Linked DNA regions of Mus musculus: regions 1 and 3 are each linked to region 2. A link is a contact called in public Micro-C data. All regions are on one chromosome and are shown on one strand. The core of a region is the stretch at or near the end of the contact, and the rest is flanking DNA. Distances in the headings are between cores, read along the strand shown.

Region 1 (2,778 bases), core at 58-2,557, 1.5 Mb before region 2:
TCCAGCTCCCGGCGCGGCGGGAGCCCTCTCGAACTCACTCAAGCACACGGTCCCTCCCCCCACCCCCAATCCCGGAGGAAAAAAAACGCTCCCCTCTCTCTAAACCCTTAATAGGATTGGCGCCCAACTCTGTCCGCGCCGCTCCTCATCCATCACACACAGATCAAGTTGCAGTAGTGGATTTTTCAAATTCCTCAGCAAATATACTTGTTGAGAGATTGCTTGGGGGGTGTTAAGTGGGGGCTAGGATGAAAGCGAGGAGTAGGGGGAACCGATCCCTCGGCGAAGGATTACGCGTGGATCCATTCTGGAAGTCAAGGGGATCTGGAGACCTAGGATAAGAGAGAAAGGTAAGGAAGCCAGAACCGAGGTCCAGAGACTGGCGGCGGAGGGAAGGGGCAACAGGGTTCAACGAGAGGGAAAGAAGGAAGAAAGAAAAGACTGGCTCCTGGACGCGGACTCGCAGCGCGGAGAAGTAGAGTTGCAAGTTTCCAAGTGGCCGGCGGCGGTTGCAGCACACCGCACAGTCCCACAGGCGCGCTCCCAGCTGCCCATCTAAGGGAGCTTCGGCGCACCCCAGCCCCCACGTCGCCCCCAAACAGTTCCAGGCTCCAAGCGGTACCACCGGTCAAAGACCGGCCTACCCGAGCAACCCAAGAACAAGAAGCACTTCCCCTCAAGTGGAGGGCTGTGGTAATAAAATCGACCCCGGCCACGAGTTCTGATCCCCAAGATCCTCCTTAAGCCCTGCCGCTGCTGGACCAGGGCACTAATCAGGGTTGCCTTCTTTAGCCGGCCCCCCTAAAATCAGTGTCACGATCTCGATTCCGGTAAACGGATGAGAGACACTCCAAGACCGCCACAGCATCTCAGCCGAAGCTGGCCAGGCTAGGAAGTGCTTCGCCACCAAGAGTAAGGGGAGGAAAAAAAAAAAAAGAAAGAAAGAAAGAAAAGAAAAAAGGAAGGGTGGGAAGGCCAATGCAACTTTACCGAGGAGACAAAAGTTTGCCTCTAGCATGCAGGTGGCCTCTCGGGCGCCGGGCAGTGGTTGCAGGGCCCCATCCCAACTTGGCTGGAGTGGGGCTGCCGAGTGCGGGGGCTCCGGCTGCCGGGGCGGGGCTGGCCAGGCAGAGGAGGGGACCAAGGCGGGCGGGGGACTCGGGCAGTCCCTAAGGACACCAGGCCAGCAGCTCCGGGCGGCTGCGATGCTACGCACGACCCGTGCTCCTTCCTCTGGCTCCTCCTCGCCTTCCTCCGCGTCCTCTGTAGCCGCCGCCGCCGCCTCCCGCTCCTCCTCGAAGTCTCATTGATGAGAGGAGTTTGAAAAAAAGTCCGCGGAGCCGTGCTGCCTCGGCTGGCGAACGCCGGCACTCATGCAATCCATCAGCGTCTCTGGGATGGCGCAGCGCCCCCGCGCGCTGAGCTTGGGCAAACCCTGATCGTCGCGTCCTTAGCTTGCCCGCCCCGCCGCGTGCACCCTGCCTCTGAGGCTGGGGGTGGGGGGACACCACCCTGGAGGGGGATTGCCAGCGGGCGAACACAGACTCTCCCCCACCTCAGCTCCAGCAAGGAAAGCACCCCTTCGGAAAGTTCCAGCGGGGGACCAGAGAACCCAGGAGTTAGGGAGTGGGGGTGGGGGGTGACGACCCAGACGCCACTCTGGAGGAGAAGAGCTGGGACTATCGCAGATTCTTCCAACCCAGTTCGGAGGAAATAAAGCACCCCTACCAGAAAGTTCCAGCTACAGGAGCACACGCCAGTCTCAAACACTTTTTCTAAGGCGCCGGGTTGGGGGGTTGCTAACTCAAGTCAGATGAGCTCCGGAGCTCGGGCGCTGCGACTGCTGGTTTCAATATCTGAACTCCCCCTTTCTTCCCAACCCCCTCAGCCCTCCGCTGGTTGTTCCCAAAACTCCCGGATCCTCTGTGCGCCGTAGCAGAAGGAAGACACGTGGGTTGGGAAGCAAGACTGGATTCACGCAGGCCCTCGTCGCCCGGGCAGCTAGTGCAGGTGCCCGGGGTCCCAGGCGCCCCTCGCCATGGCTCGCTCACGCCGCCATCTGAGAGCACGCCGGCGACAAGTGACGCCAACCTTAGGCTTGCTGCTTATGTTTTGCAGTGAGAGGGGTCTTTCTTTCTTTCTTTCTTTCTTTCTTTCTTTCTTTCTTTCTTTCTTTCTTTCTTTTTCTTTTTCTTTTTCTTTTTTTTCTCTTTTTTTTTTAATCCCGGAGACTCCATTGAAGCTGCTGCAGCCAGATGGAAGTAATCAGAGGGAGAAGGAAGAATTAGGCTCACCGAAGTTGCAGGCCAAAGTGTAGATGAGGCTGTTCATGAAAGCATTTGCTTAAGTAGCCCCGGCTTTCCATACAGTCCAGAACTGTCCACTCCAAGAAGCAAGCAGGCAGCAAATGGCCGTGCCCTCCCAAGCCATGGGACTCAGCTTCCTCTCCTGGGCTCTGCTCTTAGAAAGCTGCCCGCGGGACTTCTTTATATTTCTTCCTGAGGTCTAGTTCCTTTGTATTGCTTAGCCTGCCATAGGGTATCCTCCTTTTAAAGGTGGAGTGACTGATGCCTGAGGACGCTTAGAAACTTGCCCACAATAATCTAAGGTCGGTCCATTTAAATAGAGGTGTCCTGTTGAGAATGTTGGTCACATCTCTTTCGAGCCCCTCCTTCTCAAAGCAAGAGAACCAAGCCTCCAGACCAATTCCACCCTGCCTTAGAGAAAGCTCCTTCTCAGCCCATGTTACTCACTGATTGGATCACTGTTGGTGGACGG
Region 2 (3,120 bases), core at 428-2,927:
AATTCTGTTCTTCGTCCAGGACAAACTTTGCATCATTGCTCCGGTTAGACTGGTGGGTTTGGTTGTATGTTCTTCCCAATCTAGCCTCTGTGTAAATAAAATCTTACTTTTTTTTTTTTAACTAGGGGTAGAGAGTGTAACTCTTATGAGGTAGTCAGAAACTATGACATTTGGGGATGGTGATCAGGGAAGTGTAGTTCTGCCAGGATCTCCAACAGGACATTGGGTGGGAAAGGCCTCCTCTGTGGAAGGCTTTCTTGGACTGAAGGCTTCAACAGTCTATTCGTACCCGACCCTCCAAAACAGCTCTCCAGGAAATCTCTCCGGCGTCCAGCATCACCCTTCACTCTCTAACCTGGGTTGAGGAAAAACTTTTGAGGTATTTCACTCGGGAAAAGAGGAAATGCCCAGAATACAGCAGCGTGGAAGCGACTGGAGGCGAAAGTGCTCAGGGCCCCACCCCAAGATGCCCAGGAGTGGGCAGCAATTCCAGCGAATTCAGCTTAGAATTAGGGTAACCCGTTGTTGAATCTTCAGCCGGCCAAGGCAAACATTTGAAGCGCGGTAGTTTTATTGTTCTGATTTTTACTTTGCAGGGAAATCTAACACAGAGGTTTCACTGAAGTTGAAACCCAAACCTAGGCCTTGCAAGGAGGCACATCATGTCGCCTGGCTTAGGTGCTCTTCTGAGACAACTCTACCGGGCTAGGGCAATCCGGATTTCCCTTAGCCAAGGAAGAAAAGGGCAGAATGCACTAGGGCTCTTCTATGGCCTCTGGACGTGGCTCCACAGCGTCCGGACAGCTTGTGGGTGTTGGTGATCCAGACAGGGAAGGGCATAGTTACGAATCTCTCAGCGACAGTGTGGCTAGCCACTGACACAAACCAACAGTGCCAGCAAGGTGTAGCAGGCCTCTTGGGTTTGCCATTAGTGGGAAACAAACGACACCTCTGAAGGTAGCTAGCCCTAAGTCTTTCGCTCATGCCCGATCTCTTGGTTTTTCACACACACACACACACACACACACACACACACACACACACACACACACACAGAGAGAGAGAGAGAGAGAGAGAGAGGGGGGGGGGAGACAGAGAGAGAACGTGGGAATATAAGAATATAAACTAAATCGGCGACCGGGGATGGGGAGGGGGGTGTATGGTATCCCAAATCCCTGCCGCTTCTCGTTGTTCCCAGCACACACGAACCCATAGTCCTGTATTTCTCCAACAAGTTGTGGACTTGCTTCTCTTATCTGTCTACATCCCAAATTCTAGCTTTCTCGGATCTCTTCATGCCCTCTTCAGTCCGGATCTGAAGGGGGGAGGGGCGTGGGCACAAATGGGGGCAGGGCAGGCCGGACGTACGGGGCCTGAGCCTCTGCACCCCCTCTCCACCCACGGCCGCCGCCCCCGGATTATTTATCCGCAAAGTCCCGCGCGCGCCCATTGGGCCGAACCCTGAGTGTCAGCGCGAGTTCTGGCTCGCCATTGGTCTCACACACGTGCGGCCCTGACTCACGTGCTTCCGGTTTGAAGGCAAAAAGTGTGCCTGGGTGATTTTTTTTTTTTTTAAGCGAGAGAGTTTGTGCAAAGATCCGAGCTGTCAGAGATTTCAGGGGGGAAAAGGGAGCCCGGCACTGGCGGAGACGCGCTCTCCCTGCAAAAAAGCAAAGACGATTAAAGGCGCTGCCAGCCTCGCTCTCTGGGCACAGCTGAGCGTGACACTGGGGAAGTCAAACCCCTCTACTGCCTAGGAAGATGGCTAGACTTTAAAGATTATTTTTTTCCCTTTAAGGAAAAAGTCTCGGAGCTTTAAAAAAAATTCCTTTTTCTCTTTTTTTTTCTCCCCTCTTTTTTTTTTTTTCTGAGCCGTGGCTTATCCCCCCATTAAGACCAATCACTGAAATCTTGTTGCTGAAAGAAAAAAAAGAAAGAAAGAAAAAGAAAAGAAAATAATAGCCAAGTGTCTTCACTGTATCTGGATGTCTACAAATTAGAGAGAGGGAGAGAGCGAGATTTGCTCCACCAGAGCGGGCGAGAGCCAGGCCAGACGCTCGCCTTTCTTTTTTCCGCCTGCATCCGCCCTGTGCCTTCGCTGAGGCTTCGCTTTGCCTTCTTCCTCTCCGCGCACCCCCACGGGCCCGCTGGCAAAGTGGGGTGGGGAGCGAGGCGCGGGGGGCGGGGGCCGGCGCCGCGGCCAGGGCTGCCGGGCGGCCGAGCATGGAAGAACAGCAGCCGGAGCCTAAAAGTCAGCGCGACTCGGGCCTCGGCGCGGTGGCAGCGGCGGCCCCGAGCGGCCTCAGTCTGAGTCTGAGCCCAGGAGCCAGCGGCAGCAGCGGCAGCGATGGAGACAGCGTGCCGGTGTCCCCGCAGCCAGCGCCCCCGTCGCCTCCTGCGGCACCCTGTCTGCCGCCCCTGGCCCATCACCCGCACCTCCCCCCGCATCCCCCGCCCCCGCCGCCGCCGCCGCCGCCGCCACCGCAGCATCTCGCGGCGCCTGCTCACCAGCCGCAGCCCGCGGCCCAGCTGCACCGCACCACCAACTTTTTCATCGATAACATCCTAAGGCCCGATTTCGGTTGCAAAAAGGAACAGCCCCTGCCTCAGCTCCTGGTGGCTTCGGCTGCAGCCGGAGGAGGCGCAGCAGCAGGAGGAGGAAGCCGCGTGGAGCGTGACCGAGGCCAGACTGGTGCAGGTAGAGACCCCGTTCACTCTCTGGGCACACGAGCTTCGGGGGCTGCCTCGCTCTTGTGTGCTCCAGATGCGAACTGTGGCCCACCCGACGGCTCCCAGCCCGCCACCGCTGTCAGCGCCGGCGCATCCAAAGCCGGGAACCCGGCTGCTGCGGCGGCCGCGGCCGCAGCAGCGGCTGCAGCGGCAGTGGCGGCAGCGGCGGCAGCAGCCTCGAAGCCCTCGGACAGTGGCGGTGGTAGTGGAGGCAACGCGGGGAGTCCCGGGGCGCAGGGCGCCAAGTTCCCGGAACACAACCCTGCGATCCTACTCATGGGTTCGGCTAACGGTGGGCCGGTGGTCAAGACTGACTCACAGCAACCCCTAGTGTGGCCCGCCTGGGTCTACTGCACACGCTATTCGGACCGTCCGTCCTCTGGTGAGTAC
Region 3 (3,028 bases), core at 519-3,018, 1.2 Mb before region 2:
CAAGGCCACCGCAGAACGTCTCTGCCCGGAGCCTAAATGCCCTCGGGGCGTGCGGGCTGCAGAGGCGGTGAAGGCAGCAGGGCTTCCTAGGAGAAGGAAAAAGGGAGGGATCGCGGCCGCCTCTGGCTTCCCTGTGGCCGAACCCACCTGTCTCTGCAAAGCTGATGATCTCGGAGACGCGCTCCTGGCCGTCGGCGCCCGGGCTGGCGTGGCCGTCGAGGTGCGGGATCTCCACGCGGCCGTCCTCGCGCACCTTGCCGGCGTGCAGCTTGCGCAGGGCCGTGACCATGGCGGCCTTGGGGACAGCGTGCGTGATGTTGGGCCGGCCCCGCAACTGCAGGCGGCTCAAGATGTGTCTCTTCACCGCCTCCAGGAAGTCACCGTCCACCCGGCCCAGCTCCTCCGGCCGCCGGAAGCCGCCGCCGCCGCCACCGCACGACGTACAGGTGTCCTGCGAGCCACCCGGAGCTCCGGGTGGCGGGGGCGGGGGCGGCGCAGCGGGCGACGGCGGGGGTGTGGGAGAGCCCCAGGCCTCGGGTCCCAACCAGCCGGCCACCAGGAGCAGAAGGCAGGCGGCCCCCAACGCCCGACCGGGCAGCCCGTCCATGGTGCGCCGCTGGCGACGAGGGCGCCCGCCGCGAGGCGAGGCGAAGCGAGCTCAGGGCCGGGCTCCGGGCTCTGGGCGCACCGCCCCGCCCCGCCCCCGCCCGGGCCTCCGCCCGCCCGCCTGCCGGGAGCGCCGCCGCCGGCTCGCAGGGGGAGGGGGCCGGCCGGGCCGCGGGGGTTCCCGCGCGGCCGAGAAGGGGCGCCGCGGGGACCAGAAGGGAACGCGGGCTGGCGGTGAGGGGGTGGGGGGGACCGCCGGGTCAGTGGCGCGCTGACGACTCGGGGCGCCTAGGCATCTGCAGCCTGCCCATCCTCTCCGCGTCGAGGGCCACCGCAGCCCCCTGATCGGGGTGAAGCGAAAGCGAGGAGCGGCAGCAGCGGTGCTGGCACGGTGGCTTGGCTCGGCCGGGCTGGAAAGGTGGAGGGAAGAGGCGGCAGCGGGCGCAAGTCGCTCTGGAGACTGAAGCGAAGGTGCCGGAGACCCCGGGCGCGGCGCTGCGGAGGGCGCTGCGGCTGGGGCCCCGCGACCGCACCTGAGCGCCTCGCCCTGTCGCTGCTCGCAGCGAGGACACGGCCGCCCGAGGCAGCGGCGGTGATGGGCAGGTCCTTCTCCCCTGCTCCGGGCCGGCGGGAGGAGAGAGAGCTGTGCGGGGGAGCGCCGCTGCGCGGGCCCTTCTTACAGGAGGTGCCGAGCCCTCCTGGGCGGCGGGCCCTGCAGTCCTCCCAGCGCGTCACCCGGCAAAGTTGTCTCCAGGCTCCCCCGGGCGCCGCATCCACGGGCGGGCGAGCCGCGGCGCGCTTCTCCTGGGCCTCTGCTCCTCCCTGCTTCCCTGTGCCTGGCCGCCTGAGCGGGCCGGCCGGGGCGGCGGAGGAGGGAAAGGCGGTGGCAGGGCCCTTCTCGCCGCTGTCTCTTCTGCCTGCCGCGGCAGTGGCGGCCAAAAGTCTCTCTGTGTCCCCAGAATCGAGTGCCCTGGCTCGCGCTCCCACTGGCACACGCTGCAGGGCCGGGGAGAGAGCGAGTCGGCGGTGGCGGTGGCAGCAGCGTCCCCGCGCCCAGCCGTGGCTCGGAGTGCAGAGCGCGCCCGAGGAGTTCTTCGCTTTGCCTTCTCTTCCTTTCCACTCCCTGTTCTTTTTTTCCCGAGGGGTAAAAAAGCCGCACAATCTCCGTATGTGCGCGCGCGTTGAGATAGACGTTGGCAGGAAAAAAAGGGGGGAGGGGGAGTGTCGTCCGGGCAGTGCGGGAGGAGACGGTCCGCGCCTCCCTACTCGGGCGTCCCGGGGGCGGAGGGGGAGGCGGATTCTGCAGGTCGCTGCTGCCTGATCCTCCTCCCACCCCCTCTTCCCTCCGCTCTTTCCCTTTCTGCCTTGGCGAGGAGGGGCAAGAAGGTTCTCTCCACCCTGCGCCCCCCCCCCCGCGATGCCAGGCCACTTTTGCTACCTCGAAACTTTCCCACCACGTGAGTGCTCCAGACCCTCGCCCCATGGGGCGATGGATAAATGGCACCGACACGCTCCTGGTGTAGGATCCGGGTGCTTCTGGACACCCCTTACTCAGGGCCACGAAAGCCGCCCCCCGCCCCCGTCCCAAATTGTCGCCTTTCACAACCGGGACGGGCGACCCTCTCTCGCCGCAGCTGCCCCTAGAGCCTTCAAGGGACGATCTTTCGCTATCCAATCTGCTAGGTGGGGGTGGGGAGTAAGTTCGAATGCAGCAGAGAAGAGGTGCGGCTGGATGCCACCCTCGGGCTACAGCGCCCTCTTCTAGCGTCCGAGGCCGCTGTCCCAATGGGCGATGGGTTAACCCCCTGGGCTAGAAGAGTAAGGGAAGCGGAGGCTGCTGGAGGCTTGGCCAGCTCTGCTGTAGTTGGCCCGAGGGTCTACCTGCATTGTTTGGGAACCCATCTTTGAGGACCCAAGGTCTCTGGAGGCTCAGGGCTTGCCAGACTGTTGGGGTCTCCACTGTCCCATTCGTGTCTTGTCACACTTGGCCTCAGACAAACCCAGATTCTAATGAAGGGCTCAGGTACTACCGGATTTGAATCCAGTCCAACCTCACCTTGCCCTGCCTCTTTCTCTCTCTCTCTCTCTCTCTCTCTCTCTCTCTCTCTCTCTCTCTCTCTCTCTCTCTCTCTCTCTCTCTCTCTCTCGGCTGTAAAGGGGCACTGTGATACCTGCACCACACTGGTGCTTTGGGAGGTCCAAACAGACTAAACCAACCTCGCAGAAGCGGATATAAAGATGGTTCTGGGACGCTCTTCTGGCTGCCAGTAATGGGTGGGAGTCTGACTCCCAGTACTGACTAGAGAACTGCAAATGTACCCTCTTCTTTCTGTCTCTTTTCCCGACCCTACCTGGGTCTGGGACGACAATGCCCACGGGGCACAGTTCCCAGAGACCAGAACACATTGCCTGCAAACAGCCC

Evidence for each region. Hi-C and Micro-C count contacts between places; a contact is called where the count stands out from the background.
Region 1: a Micro-C map of embryonic stem cells shows a contact between it and region 2, with 5 times the contacts expected there. The contact joins the promoter of Gli2 here to the promoter of En1 in region 2. A contact is called at or near these places in 2 of 39 promoter capture datasets (embryonic stem cells and pre-B cells), 2 of 484 Hi-C or Micro-C datasets (both in embryonic stem cells) and 1 of 9 other capture datasets (liver).
Region 3: a Micro-C map of embryonic stem cells shows a contact between it and region 2, with 9 times the contacts expected there. The contact joins the promoter of Inhbb here to the promoter of En1 in region 2. A contact is called at or near these places in 1 of 39 promoter capture datasets (pre-B cells) and 2 of 484 Hi-C or Micro-C datasets (both in embryonic stem cells).

The regions. Positions count from the first base shown.
Region 1 is chr1:119,052,312-119,055,089 of GRCm38.p6, forward strand. Gli2 (GLI-Kruppel family member GLI2) reads right to left here and starts at 1,308. Exons shown (of 14, transcript NM_001081125.1): 1 at 991-1,308.
Region 2 is chr1:120,600,810-120,603,929 of GRCm38.p6, forward strand. En1 (engrailed 1) reads left to right here and starts at 1,678. Exons shown (of 2, transcript NM_010133.2): 1 at 1,678-3,112. The coding sequence starts at 2,224.
Region 3 is chr1:119,420,480-119,423,507 of GRCm38.p6, forward strand. It overlaps Inhbb (inhibin beta-B), which reads right to left and starts at 1,769. Exons shown (of 2, transcript NM_008381.4): 1 at 148-1,769. The coding sequence starts at 607.